3 separate regions of the Sus scrofa genome follow, and all the other regions are linked to region 3. Evidence: chromatin contacts called from public Hi-C and HiChIP or PLAC-seq data. All regions are on one chromosome and are shown on one strand. The core of a region is the stretch at or near the end of the contact, and the rest is flanking DNA. Distances in the headings are between cores, read along the strand shown.

Region 1 (4,305 bases), core at 818-3,317, 190 kb before region 3:
TGTTTCCATGTCTTAGCTATTGGGAATAGTGCCGCAGTGAACATATGGGTGCATGTGTCTTTTTGAATGAAAGTTTTGTTTGGATAGACGCCCAGGAGTGGGATTGCTGGGTCATATGGTCGTTCTACATTTAGTTTTCTGAGGAACCTCCATACTGTTTTCCATGGTGGTTGTACCAATTTACATTCCCACCAACAGTGCAGGAGGGTTCCCTTTTCTCTGCACCCTCCCCAGCATTTGTTATCTGTGGACTTATTCATGATGGCCATTCTGACCGGTGTGAGGTGGTACCTCGTAGAAGTTTGGATTTGCCTTTCTCTAATAATTAGGAATGCTGAGCATTTCTTCGTGTGCCTGTTGGCCACTTGCATGTCTTCTTTAGAGAAATGTCTGTTTAGGTCTTCTGTCCATTTTTGATTGGGTTGTTTGCTGTTTTGTTGTTGATCGGTTTGAGTTGTTTGCGTATTCTCGAGATTAACCCCTTGTCGGCTGCATCACATGCAACTATTTTCTCCCATTCCACAGGTTTCCTTTGCTGTGCAAAAACTTGTATGTTTGATGAGGTCCCATAGGTTTATTTTTGCTTTTATTTCTATTGCCTTGGGAGACTGACCTAAGAAAATATTTGCACCGTTGATGTCTGAGGTTTTGCCTCGATTCTCTTCTAGGGGTTTGATGGTGTCTTGTCTCATTTAAGTCTTTAAGCTGTTTTGGGTTTGTTTTGTGCGTGGTGTGAGGGTGTGTTCTAGTTTCATTGATTGAGAAAACTGCAGACATCCAGTTTTCTCAGCACTACTGGCTGAAGAGAGTTTTATATTCATTTTATATTCTTGCCTCCTTTGTCAAAGATTAATGGAGGGGCGGTGTCTGGGTCTATTTCTGTGCCGTCTATTCTGTTCCATTGGTTTGTATGTCTGTTTTTGTCCCAATACCACACTGTCAATGACTGTAGCTTTGTAATATTGTCTGAAGTCTGGGAGAGTTATGCCTCCTGCTCCCCCCCCACCCAAAGATTGCTTTGGCAATTCTGGGTCTTTTTTTTTTTTTTTTTTTTTTGGTCTTTTTGCCATTTCTTGGGCCGCTCCCGTGGCATATGGAGGTTCCCAGGCTAGGGGTCTAATCAGAGCTGTAGCCACCAGCCTATGCCAGAGCCAACTCGAGATCTGAGCCGCGTCTGCAACCTACACCACAGCTCACGGCAACGCCGGATCCTTAACCCACTGAGCAAGGCCAGGGACCAAACCCTCAACCTCATGGTTCCTAGTCGGATTCGTTAACCACTGCGCCACGACGGGAACTCCAATTCTGGGTCTTTAACATAAATGTTTGGATTCTTTGTTCTAGTTCTGTGAAAACAATCACGGCTAATTTGATAGGATCACGTCAAATCTGTAGGTCTCTTTGGGCAGTCTGTCCACTTTCACGATGCCGACTCTTCGGTGCAGGAGCGTGGGATAGCTTTCCACTTCTTTGAATCTTCTTTAATTTCCTTCCTGAACATTTTATAGTTCTCAGCATGTACGTCTTTCACCGCCTCGGTCAGGTTTCTTTCTAGGTATTTTATTTTTGGGGGGTGGGATGAGAGTACCCTTTTTAGATCGCGGGCGCCTTCATGTCACAGGCCAGCTTGCCCCCGTCCTGCAGCTCCTACAGTGCTCAGAACAGAATCTCCCCTCCCCATCCCTGCAGCCCTGCGAGGGGTGGTCCCGCCCCTCCCTCTGGCCCCCATCAGGGCACAGCAGCCCCCTGCCTACCTGTCTGCCCTAATTCACTCACACATTTACCTTGTCCAAAACTACCTGTGTTGGCATTGCCCTGGTCCTCTCTGTGCCCCCAGAGAGCCAGCTGTGAGTTCCCTGAGAGCCGAGGCCTCTGTGAGCCCAGAATGCACGAACCACATTCGCCAAATGTTTGTAAAGCAGATGAAGCGCCACAGCAGAGGCCGCTGAGCCCAAGCCAGCCCTGTCGCCAGACTTGGCACAGAGCGACGTCCAGTTCCTGGCCAGCTATTCAGACGCACAAAGGGCTCTTGCCCTGAGCCGGGGCTGAACAGAAGGGCCAGTGTCCTGTATCGAGACTCAAGTCTCGGCCTCTGGACACTCACTGTGCCACTTCAGCAAATGAGGTTCAGCAGTAACAAGACGGCACCATGCACGGAGACGCTGCGCCTCCCTGCGGGGCCTCTCCTCCCGTGAGCTGGCAACCTTGCGCCTTGACCTCCGCTCCCAGATCTGAGTGTGGCCTTGGCTGCTGGCAGCAGAGAGTTCTGTTGGCGGGGTGCCGCAGCGTGGCTGAGCCCTGTGACCACACAATCCCTGACAGCCTGCCTCTTGGCAGCGGGAAGTGGCTGGTCCCTCCTGGGTGTGGGAGCCCAGGAGGGCGGTGATGCACAGCCAAGCCCTGGAGGCGAGCACGGCTGAGTCCCGGCACAGTTCCCGTTCCTGCCCTGCGTCCCAGGGACCTTCAAACTGTCTGGCGTGGTTCTTAATTACAGAGAGGTATACAATTACCTCCGGAATACAGTGTTGCATAATTTTGCCTGGGGCTGAAAAGTGCCTGCACCAGCCAAATAGACAGAAGGCCAGAGAAGCAAGGGTCTTCTCAGGGTTAAGAAAAATGGAAAAGCTAATGTGAGTTTATTTTCATTTGCTCCCCCCAGGGAGGAACCCTCTGGAGACCTGGAGACCCTGGGGTGCCCAGCAAAGGGGCCAAACGTGGGAATTCCCATCGTGGCTCAGTGGAAACGAATCCGACTAGGAACCATGAGGTTGCGGGTTTGATCCCTGGCCTCGCTCTGTGGGTTAAGGATCCAGCGTTGCCATGAGCTGTGGTGTAGGTCGCAGACGCAGCTTGGATCCCACGTTGCTGTGGCTGTGGTGCAGGCCGGCAGCTGTAGCTCCAAATCGACCCCTAGCCTGGCAACCCGTATATGCTACGGGTGCGGCCCTAAAAAGACCAAAAAAAAAAAAAAAAAACAGGCCAAAAGTGAACCCCCAAGGAGAGAGAATCAGCTTGCTTTCCTCAGAGGAGGGTCCAACAATGCCATCTGAGCCTCTGCCTCCGAGAGGTGGTTGTTGGGGGGGCGTTTGCCATCAGAAGCCCCACCGCCACCCACCCAGGCCGTCGCTCGAGGTGGGCATATGAAACACATTTCAGGCAGCGAATCTGTGCATCTTCACTAAGCCTCGTTTATTATCCCACACAGTGGACAGTTGAAGCTGACGCATGGCCGGCTTGTGGCCTCATGGACGGAGGACCCACAGGTCAGCTGGCACCTCCTGGGCCCTCCACGACCACAGCCTCGGCTGCTCAGCGCAGGCCCCACTCCCCTCTCCAGCCTTGTTTGTTGAAACCTGCAGCATCCTCTGTGCTAATTCTCAAGGAATGAAACAGCCGGAGGGACCCAAGAATTCTGGGCTCTCGTTCCAGCAGGCTGATGGCTCTTTCCGCACCCGACTGGACCCGTCAGAGAAGCTGATTCCCTCTAACCTGACTCCCCTCTGGCCCTTTGTTCCTCTTGGAAGTTTCTATGGTTTTTTCAGGTGTGAGCCCTGGGCTGGGAATAAGGGGAATTGCCAAATGCAGACTCGCAGGCTGTGTAGACAAGAGCGAAGAGCACAGAAAACTCCCAACATTGAACTTTGGTCCAAAGATTCATCAGTCTTTCTTCTTTTCCTTCCTTCTTTCCTTCCTTCTTTTTTTTTTTTTTCCCTGTCTTTTTGCCATTTCTAGGGCCACACTCGAGGCATATGGAGGTTCCCAGGCTAGGGGTCTAATCAGAGCTGTAGCTGCCGGCCTACACCAGAACCACGGCAACTCGGGATCCGAGCCGCGTCTGCAACCCACACCACAGCTCACGGCAACACCAGATCCCCAACCCACTGAGCAAGGCCAGGGATCGAACCCACAACCCCATGGTTCCTAGTCGGATTCGTTAACCACCGAGCCACGAAAGGAACCCCCTTTCTTCCTTTTTTAAATGAAAATGACAAGAAATAGCTACCTTGGCTTTGCCTTTTGAAGTTGAGACCCCCTGGTGACTGGGCCAAACCTGCCTAAGAACTGAGGTGACCACGGAAGAAGCCAGCAGCTCAGATGGGGAGGCCACAGACGGAGGCCAGGTGTGCCTGTCGTCAGAGTTTACATGAGAGGTCAGTGGCCAGTCTCAGGATGCTCAGACCCAGTTCCTACAGAGCCTGAGCCTTTATGAAATAGTTGGGGAGCGCGCGGGCCCTGTCCTGGCTTCCTCCTTCCTTTCATCCTGCGGCATAAAATGTGTGCGTGGGTGGACGCCGTTTCTTTTGG
Region 2 (4,819 bases), core at 2,152-4,651, 200 kb after region 3:
CAGATGTGGCCACGGTACCCTGGGGACAGTCACCTGGTGGAGAACCTCTGGGTCGATACCTGGAGCTCCATGCCCAAATATGGCGCCAGGTGTTGGCGACTCAGCCATGAACAGGTGGCAAGGTCTCAGTCCTGCGTAGGTCACAGCATAGAACACCCCAAAATGGGTTCAGGTGCCTCCCCCTGACTCTTGGGTGCTGTATGAGGGGATGGCCTGTACCCAGTGTAGTTGGACGTGTGGTAGTTGGCATGACAATAAAGGTGCTGTGTCCTCACCCATCTCCATCTCTACCCAGGACCTCACTGCCAGAACCTCAGCAGGGGCCTGGGAACGGGGTGTGTGCAAAGCTCCAGAGCTGTGGTTCCTCCCTGGTACTGGGCCTGCCCTCCAGCACGTTTCCCTGGCTCCTGATGGACAGGAGGAGGCCATGGCCACTGTGTCAGCAGGAGCACCGTCTGCCACTTGAGCTGGTGGATTGGCTTCCCACAGGGCGGGTGGGCGTGAGGCTTGGTGCCACCAGGAGCTTAGCGGGAGGGAGATGCCCACCCAGCCTGGCGTGCTGAACTGGGATCTCTGGGCGGAGGGTTGAGCACTCAGTTTTGCAGACCTCCCAAAAGACACTGATGTTGCACAATAGATCCCTTCTGCAAACATTGTTTTGAGGGTTGCAGAGAATGTAAGATACACAATGTTCCACCATCCTCAGAATCCCTGGTATTCCCCTTCAGAGCCGGCACCCCCACTTGTAAAGCCAGTGTTCTCCATCCCTATAGTTTAGCTTTTTTCTAGAATGTCAGATGAACAAAATTACATAGTACGAAGCTTTCTTAGTCTGGCTTCTTGCATTTAGCAGTTTCTCAGCTTTCTCAGTGGGCTTTCCTGCTGCTCGGGGCAGGCCTCTGGCCTGGTCAGCCCAGTGTGCTCCTGTGTAAATCATATAAGGGGCTTCAGTGAGCAGGCGCAGGCACAGGCGCAGGCCAGGTGAGCACAGGCTAAATGCCGGCCCCACTGGGGCCCTCAGCCAGGGGTCCTTGGGTAGGGAACACACTTCAAGTGACTCTGGGAGGCAGGGCTCTTATCCTGCTCCTCCTCCCACTCTCTGGGGATTTGGAAACAAAAGCCTGGCAGCTACGTGTTTGGCAGCCATAGGCTTCTCCCCTGAGACAGTGGCAGTGAGCCAAGCCCTGCCTGAAGTGGGAGGGAAACGGGACAGTATGAGGGAAAAGGTACAGTTCTGCCACACTTACATAGTGACGGCTGACTTGCACGGAAGCTGACTCTGCCTGGCTGTCTCTTAAGCACCTTTCATGCTGTGTGAACTGGTCTTTTCAAACTTCCTTTGGGATTGGTTTGAGGCACAGAAGTTAGATGACTTGTCTGATACACACAGAAAGAGGTAGGGTAGGGAATGGGGGGCCCTTGTCACTTGCACGCAGTACTCTGGAACAATAAGTGGGGTCAGCAGCACATGTGGTGATGGATTTGCTGGCCTGGCTTTGTTGTGCCTGTTCTGGAAGCACGTGTAGGCTTCGCCATGTGGTCTTTGCTCTTTGACCCCTTGTTCACAGTGTTGTGGGTTGCGGTTGTGTGCTTTTCCTCATTGGGTAGAGCTCCTCTGTGAATACGCCCTAAATTTTCTTTCTAATCTTTTCTCCTCTGAATGGACATTTGGGCCATTTCTAGCTTGGAGCTGTTAGAAGGAAGTTGCTGTGGGGTTTCTGTCCATGTCTTCCGGTGGACTAAAGCTGGGTGAGGAACTGCTGGCTCATAGGGTATTCGCACATTTAGGCTTTGTAAACACAGTCTGCCTATATGGCAGTATCCCTTTTGTGAGTAGTATCTGAGGGTTCTAGCTGCCACATCCTTTATAAACTGTCAGTCCTTCTAATTTTAGCCATTCTTGGTGAGGATGGGGTTGGTGATGAGCTACTCTTGACATGGAATGACAAGACAGTGTACCAGTGGTGAGGGCCAGAGCTTCCACTGTTTTCTATGCTACAGCAACGTTCCACTGGGCTCTGGAGAATGGAGATGGCACAGAAGCCAAGGGCCCTCCATGGTGGGCTGAGGTGAGACAGCCATGAATAAAACACTAGGCTAATGGTGAGATTCCTGGATAATTTTGTCATTAGCTATTAATGGACCCATGGTGACACACAGACCACTGTATGGAGGGTGATGTTTGAAGTAATAAGCAGCTAATATGGTAGAGCACTGCCCATTCAGCATTGGTGCTGGCTAGAAGCTCAGCCCTGTTCACAGGTCATGAACTTAAAACCTGTTTAATAAAGGAGCCAAGAAACCTGAGCAGTGCCTGGGCGCATCCTGTTTGCCCATGGCTAGCATGCAGCAGTGCCTGGGCGCATCCTGTTTGCCCATGGCTAGCATGCAGCAAATGAAGGTGTGGCCCATCAGGGCTAAAGATGCTTATGATGACTTGAGCAAATACTGGTATTAATCAAGAATATTAAAGTTAGCATGAAGATACTGAAATGCAAATCAGATCTTGTGGTAAAGAACACAGGGAAGCAGAAAGCATTTGATTTTACTAAAAGGTGAAAACAAACATCCTGTCTCCACTTTCCGAAACTGCCGGGAAGGCACACGTGCGAGGGTGGAGAAAACGGAGACCAAAGAGCAGAAGAAAACAGGCCGAGAGTTCAAAGCGGCACCGGCACTTCTGGATGTCGGCTGTTCTGAATTCCACGGGCTTCTCCCCAGAGGCTGCTCAAGAAATACACATTCTCTAAAGTCAAAATTTCAGCCCAATTCGTCAAGAGACATTAGGGGTGCCCGGTTAAATCTGAACGTCAGAAAAACAATGGACTTTTTTTTTTTTTTTTTGCTTTTCAGGGTCGCACCCGCGGCACATGTAGGTTACCAGGCTAGGGGTCCAATCAGAGCTACAGCTGGCGGCCTACACCACAGCTCACGGCAACGCGGGATCCCTAACCCGCTGAGCGAGGCCAGGGCTCGAAGCAAAAACCTCATAGTTCCTAGTGGGATTCACTTCCGCTGAGCCACTAGGGGAACTCCACCGACCACTTTAAATACAAGTATGTTTCAGGTCCTGCGTGGGATACACTCCTACAGAGATGCTCCCCGGCGCCTGAAGGCGCAGGGGTGCAGGTCCCACCTCTTTCTTCCTTTCCAGGGGACAGAGACCCGGGCAGGGGCGCCCCACGGCCCCGCAGGCCCTTCCGTGGAAACGGTGCGTGGGTTTCTCTGACTCGTGGGAGGGGGTCTTCCGGAGCAACGCCCACCAGAGCCACGCCAGGGCCGCCACGGAGAGGAGCCCACACGGGTCCGGTCCCACCTTCGCCCCGCCCCAGGGCCCGGCGGCGCCTCGTCTCACCTCGCCCCGCCCACCTCGAGCCCCGTGCTGCTTGGGTCCAATCGGCCGCCAGATGATGCGTGCACGTGTCTAGAAGGCAGCGTCTTATTGGCTAGTCAAGGCCCAATCAGCGGTGGGATCAGAGGGCCGTCGCCGGAAGGGCCGGGCCTCGGCGGGGCGGGAGGGCGGAAGAGGAGGGACCTCGGGGTCGCGGCAGGCCCCGTGGGCGGGCGGAGGCAGGGCTGCGCGAGGAGTGACGCGCGTGAGCCAGCCCCCAGCTTTCGTCACGGCTGTCCTCATGAACCTCGTCAGCACCCTGACAGCCGCTAAGCAGAGCCGCAGCGGCCACTTTCGGGAGCCTTCAGGTGTCCGTTCGGTCTGTCAGCGCGCAGTCACCCCAAGCGCGTCATGACAGGCAAGTGTCCCCTCAGTCCTGCACGCTGGGCCCCCCGCCACGTCTGAGGGAACCCAGACCCCGGGCTCCCTTGCGGGGCCTCGGCTCCAGTCACCTGAGGGACCCCCGACCCCGAGTTCACCTGAGGGGGCCCCGACCCCCAGTCACCTGAGGGGCCCACGACCCCAAGTTCACCTGAGGGGCCCCGACCCCCAGTCACCTGAGGGGGCCCCCTACCCGGAGTTCTCCTGAGGGGCCCCCGACCCCGAGTTCACCTGAGGGGGCCCCGACCCCAACTTCTCCTGAGGGGGCCCCGACCCCCAGTCACCTGAGGGGCCCACGACCCCAAGTTCACCTGAGGGGCCCCGACCCCGAGTTCACCTAAATGGGGCCCCGACCCCGAGTTCACCTGAGGAGGCCCCAACCCCCAGTCACCTGAGGGACCCCAACTCCAACTTCACCTGAGGGGGCCCCCTACCCGGAGTTCTCCTGAGGGGCCCACGACCCCGAGTTCACCTAAATGGGCCCTGACCCCGAGTTCACCTGAAGGGGCCCCAACCCCTAGTCACCAGAGGGACCCCAACCCCAACTTCTCCTGAGGGGGCCCCGACCCCCAGTCACCTGAGGGGCCCATGACCCCAGGTTCACCTGAGGGGCCCTGACCTTGAGTCATGAGAGGAAGCCCTAGCAATCTCAAGTGACCTGGGGGAGCCCCAGGACCCTTGAGTCACCCCAGCCCATAGTAGCTTGTACCTGTCAGGTAGATAGGACAGATACCACATTTACACTTGTAAGCACAAAGGAGCAATTAATTATTTCACTAAGTGAACATGTCAGGAGTAAGTCATCAGGCGTGGATGTATCCAGATTCTCAAGGACTATGGTCAAGGACTGTTTGTCTCCATCTTTTTTTCATTTTCTTTTTATGGCCACACCCATGACATCCATGGTATATGGAAATTCCTGGTCTAGGAGTGGAATCTGAGCTGCTGCAGCCGTGGCAAGCCAGATCCTTTCCTTTAACCCACTGCTTTGGGCTGGAGATTGAACCTGCTTGATGGCAGTGACCCAAACCACTGCAGACAGATTCT
Region 3 (4,450 bases), core at 810-3,309:
TGGGCCCCTCTGACCCGCTGACCCCTCCTCTGCAGGTGGAGGAGCCCAGGACCTGCGTTTGAAGCCTGTCAGCTTCAGGAGGCAGAGCTGGGAAGCTGGCTCCTTATGGAGAGGTGACAAAGGGCCCTCGGCACACAGACAGGGCTGAGCCTCTTCGCGCAGGCACCGCAGGCCGGACCTCAGCTCCCTGGGCCGAGTCGGCTGGACAGCGGCTGGGTTCTCCGCCACCAACAAATACGGCCTGATGATGAGCTAGCTCGTTACCCCACAGACTGTCACTCCCCTCAGCCACCATCTGTCATCTCACCTGTCACCTGGCATGGCCCCACCTCTGCTGGCAGGAACAGAGGAGCCCACGCTGCCTTGAGCCTCCTCCCTCCATGTCGTGCCTGCTTCCTTCTTCCATGGGGGATCCGAGCGGAGCCGAGGCCGTGCACATTCTCCAGATGAGAGGGAGAGCTCTGTGGCTTCCAGACAGGTCCCCCCGCGGCAAGCAGCTGCCCCGGCTCCCGAGGTCTCCCAGAGACACGGAGGCACAGACACGCTCCCCGATCAGAGGTTGTTCTATTCCACCCAGAGGCAGCGGGGACCACGCTGTTCCGTGCATTCTCCCCGTGCGGGAGCTCAGACTCCCCCAGGTGGGGCGCAGCCCCTCAGGGCCGTGCCTGCATCCTTCACTGGGTGCAGAGACTTGGGGTGACGTCACCAGACGCCCAGGGATGGAGCCCAGGCTGTTTCTCCAGTCCCTCCAGGCACTTGCTTGGGCCGTGATCTCTTAAGTGCTGGCTGGCCAGATGGTTAAGACTGTGATGGAGACACAGAGGCAGCCCCGTGAAAAGCAGGCCTGAGCAGCGAAAGGGCTATGAAGGCGGGCACATTTGTGTCTGCCTTCTCCAGCCAGGCCATGACCTGGCTCCGCCCCCAGGCCTGGCGCCCCTCCACTGGCTCCGCCCTAGGGTACAGGGCACTGCCTCTAGAAAGTGTGGTGCTTCCCTCAGGAGCTCTGGCTCTACCCGCAGGAGCTCTGGCTTCACCTCAGAAGACCTAGCTCCACCCCAGGAGGCCTGTCCACCCCCAGGAGGTCCGACTCCGCCCCAAGAGGCCTGGCTCCACCCCTGGTGGCCTGCTCCGGTTCAGGAGGTCTGGCTTCACCGCTGGAGGCCTGGCTTCACCCCAAGAGCCTGGCTCCACCCCTGGGAGGCCTGGCTCCACCTGCAGGAGGCCTGGGTCCACCCCAGGAGGTCTGGGTCCACCCAGAGGCCTGCACCCAGGAGCCTGGTCACCCCTGGAGGCCTGGCTCCACCCGCAGGAGGCCTGGCTCCACCTGCAGGAGGCCTGGGTCCACCCCAGGAGGTCTGGGTCCACCCCAGGAGGCCTGGGTCCACCCCTGGGAGGCCTGGCTCCACCCGCAGGAGGCTGGCTCACCTGCAGGAGGCCTGGGTCCACCCAGGAGGTCTGGGTCCACCCCAGAGGCCTGGTCCCCCCAAGAGGGCCGGCTCCACCTCTGGAGGTCTGACCCTCCCCCCACCCCCACAAGGTCTGGCTCCACCCCAGGAGATCTTGGTCCCTCCCCAGGAGGCCTGTCCCACCCCTAGGAGGCGTGGCTCCACTCTTCTTAGGAAGAGCTTCCCTCTCTGCACCTACCCAGCCCTTCCTCCGGCCAGCACCATCGGTCCAGCCCTCACCATCTAGTTTCTGGACTGCTCTAACTGCCTCCCCCTGCCTCCCAGTCCTCTTTCCTGCCTCCTTCTTGCTCACAACAGATGTTGCCACCGCCACTCCCCACCCTCCACACTTCTGCTTAAATCCCTTGGGGGCTGTTGCCTCCAGGGGCAAGGACCACGCCAGACGAGTGTTCTGTGTTGGGAATATACTGCCAAGACCCACCCGCCTCTGCTCCTGCACCCACAGCTCCTCCACCTGCAGCTGAGCCGCCTTCCAGCAGGTTCAGATCGGCCATGAGCCCTCAGCCTGCCTGTCCGGGCAGTGAGGCCTGGCCACGCCCTTTGCTGCTGCCGGCATTCATCCCAGCTCCCAGAGCTGCTGTGCCCTGTGCCTGCCACGCTTTGCTGGTGCCTCGCCAAGCACCTCTCACTCAACCCTCAATCTGTCTTCGGACGTCAGGCTGCTGTCGCTCCCTGCGGACAGAAGGGGAACCCAAGAGCTGCCTGCGGGAGTGTCCCCTGGGCTCGCACTGTGGGTTTGTTGGCTGAAAGAAGGCATAAAAGGGGGGGGGGGCAAGGGAAATTGAGGAGGCAAGATCATTCCCGGTTTCCATAGCAACAGAAGGATGCAGCACTGGGGGGGGGGGTATGTCCTGGGAGCAGGATAAACCACGGAATTTCAAGACGGAAGGAAGGAGCTTCAACTTCCTCCTGTCCAGGAGTTCTCAGCTGGGGGCAAGTTCCCACTAGGGACCTCTGACAATGATCGGAGGCATTTTTAGTTGTCGTTTGGCGGGTGGGAGGGCTACTGGCATCTAGTGGACAGAGACCAGAGATGCTGCAAAATGCAGCAGAGCGCAGGGCGTCCCCCCTCCCCAGCAGTTATCCAGCCCAGAGCAGCAACAGTGTCCAGGTGGAGAGGCCCTGACGCAGCCTCACCCTGTTCTGGATTTGAATCCTCTCTGTGGCATCCTCCCACACCCTCCAGAGCAGTTCACCAGGTCTTTGCTTAACTCTAGTGACGGGGAGCTCACTACCTCTAAGAGCAGCTGTTCCGAGCCAATGAGCTTTGCATGAGAAGCAGAGCTGGCAAGACATGAAGGGAAGAATTCGCACATATGTCTCCCCAGCAGCAAAGCAGCACTCAGCTCACACTGAAGCCGTGGGGAGACATGAGCACCCAGGGAGCGAAGACGCCAGCGCCTGTCTATCCTCAGATTTCCTGGGGAAGAGGGTCTGCCAGGGGCCAGGGGTCTGGGGGGAATTAGGAGGGTCCTCTGGTCCCTGGATCAGGATCTCTCAGCCTGTGGCTTCAGGTGGAAGTGGGGAGAGGCAAGACGGAGGCAGGACTTGGCCATCTGCACATCCAGAAGTAAAATTAAGTTTCTGAAATATCCAAGTCTTGCTAATGCTGCGCAAGTTGAAGTATTTAGGGAGAAATATTTATGCTCTGAAATACAAAAAGAATAAGATGGATAGACGGGCGGGTGGGCGCATGGATGAAGGGATGGACAGGCGGATGGACAGGCGGATGGACAGGTGGTGGACAGGTGCTGGATGCAACCAAGCAAGGGCAGAACATGTCTCTTCAAGCTCCGTGACCAAGTGCATGTCGCCGATGAGGAAACGGAGGGTTCGAAGGTTAGAGAGGCTGCTCAGGGTCACCCAGCTGGTAAACCGCGGGGGTCAGGATTTGAACCCAGGTGAGGCTGACCCAGAGCTGTGCGCTGCCCCCCTCCTCGGGAGGGCCTCGAGGGCCACAGCCGCCCCAGGGTCTCCCAGGGCGGTCAGCGCCCGCCCCAGCCGCGTTCCTAAGGTCTTGGCAGGACGGGAGGGCGCTGGCTGGCAGGAAGCGGAGACATCAGCCCGCTGTGAGCAACCGGCAGAGGCGGGGAGCTGGGGGTGTGGGGCTCGGCCTGAGGCTGTCGGCAAAGTGGGAAGTGAGGGCGTTTCAGGCAAGGAGCAAAGGCAGGGCGGTGGCGTCCAGCAGCAAGGACGGTGCCCTGGCCAGCAAGGAGGCTGACCACGGAGAAGCCCTTCCAGGACTCGGCAGGCGTCGCGGGGCAGGTGGGCGCTGGGGGCCAGGCCTGCTCGACACACGGCCCTGGGCAGCGCTGGTGGCCAGGAAGGGGTGTCAGCTGCCGTTCACAGGGGGGCCCTCTGGCCTCAGTCTCCCCATCCAGACTCTGGCCCATCCTTCAGACCGCTCTGGATCCGACCTGACCCCCTCTCTGGTCTGGAGATGGAGTCCAGCTCCCTCCCCTGCCCTCTTTTAAAAGTCCGTGTGGGGTTAAATTTTGTACGGATCCTAAAGAAAACCTGAAAGCAGAGAAAGGGTCGAGCAGCCTCTGCCACGCTGCCCGAGGGCGGAGGGCTGTGACATCACCCTCCCAGGCCGGCGCTCTGTCTGCTGGGGTTGCAGGCACACACGTGGGCAGCCTGGCGCCCTGTCCACTTCACAGCGTGTCAGGAAGTATCTGTCCAGGTTATTTCGTAATCCTGGTAAACACCGCTTTTCCTTGCAACAGTTATTTATGTATTTATTGCAAAATCACGATTTTTCTGGTTGTAAGAGCAGTACATACTCATTGCAAAATATCAGAGAATAAAGAGTGTGATGAAAAGAGAGAAGCAAAAAAGATGCCCTTTAACCCCAGTGCCCAGGGGTTGTCACCCTTACCCCGGGCGCTCACTTGGCCAGATGGTGATTTTTTTTTAATCTACATAAATTTGTTTAGTTATGCATAAACTTAAAATCATACCTACATATGTGCTTGCTATTTTAT

Evidence for each region. Hi-C and Micro-C count contacts between places; a contact is called where the count stands out from the background. HiChIP or PLAC-seq counts read pairs in DNA pulled down with a chosen protein or histone mark.
Region 1: a contact with region 3 is called in a Hi-C map of liver, with 10 times the contacts expected there. The contact joins two enhancer-like sites. A contact is called at or near these places in 1 of 47 Hi-C or Micro-C datasets (liver) and 1 of 2 datasets of contacts at active chromatin or transcription factors (alveolar macrophages).
Region 2: a contact with region 3 is called in an H3K27ac HiChIP or PLAC-seq map of alveolar macrophages. The contact joins two enhancer-like sites. A contact is called at or near these places in 1 of 47 Hi-C or Micro-C datasets (liver) and 1 of 2 datasets of contacts at active chromatin or transcription factors (alveolar macrophages).

The regions. Positions count from the first base shown.
Region 1 is chr6:1,603,019-1,607,323 of Sscrofa11.1, forward strand. No RefSeq gene overlaps it. Among named protein-coding and RNA genes, the nearest start is that of KLHDC4, 22 kb to the right of the region's middle. Within about 2 kb of position 2,068, at least 23 of the 83 cell types and tissues checked have an H3K27ac peak or open chromatin away from gene starts, as enhancers often do. A contact at or near this core is called in liver, where this site is marked.
Region 2 is chr6:1,997,165-2,001,983 of Sscrofa11.1, forward strand. It overlaps C6H16orf95, which reads left to right. Exons shown (of 7, transcript XM_013998133.2): 1 at 1-3,749. Among named protein-coding and RNA genes, the nearest start is that of C6H16orf95, 3.1 kb to the left of the region's middle. Within about 2 kb of position 3,402, at least 63 of the 83 cell types and tissues checked have an H3K27ac peak or open chromatin away from gene starts, as enhancers often do. A contact at or near this core is called in alveolar macrophages and liver, where this site is marked.
Region 3 is chr6:1,797,747-1,802,196 of Sscrofa11.1, forward strand. All of the region lies in intron 2 of LOC106510444 (a long non-coding RNA gene), which reads right to left. Among named protein-coding and RNA genes, the nearest start is that of JPH3, 33 kb to the left of the region's middle. Within about 2 kb of position 2,060, at least 21 of the 83 cell types and tissues checked have an H3K27ac peak or open chromatin away from gene starts, as enhancers often do. A contact at or near this core is called in alveolar macrophages and liver, where this site is marked.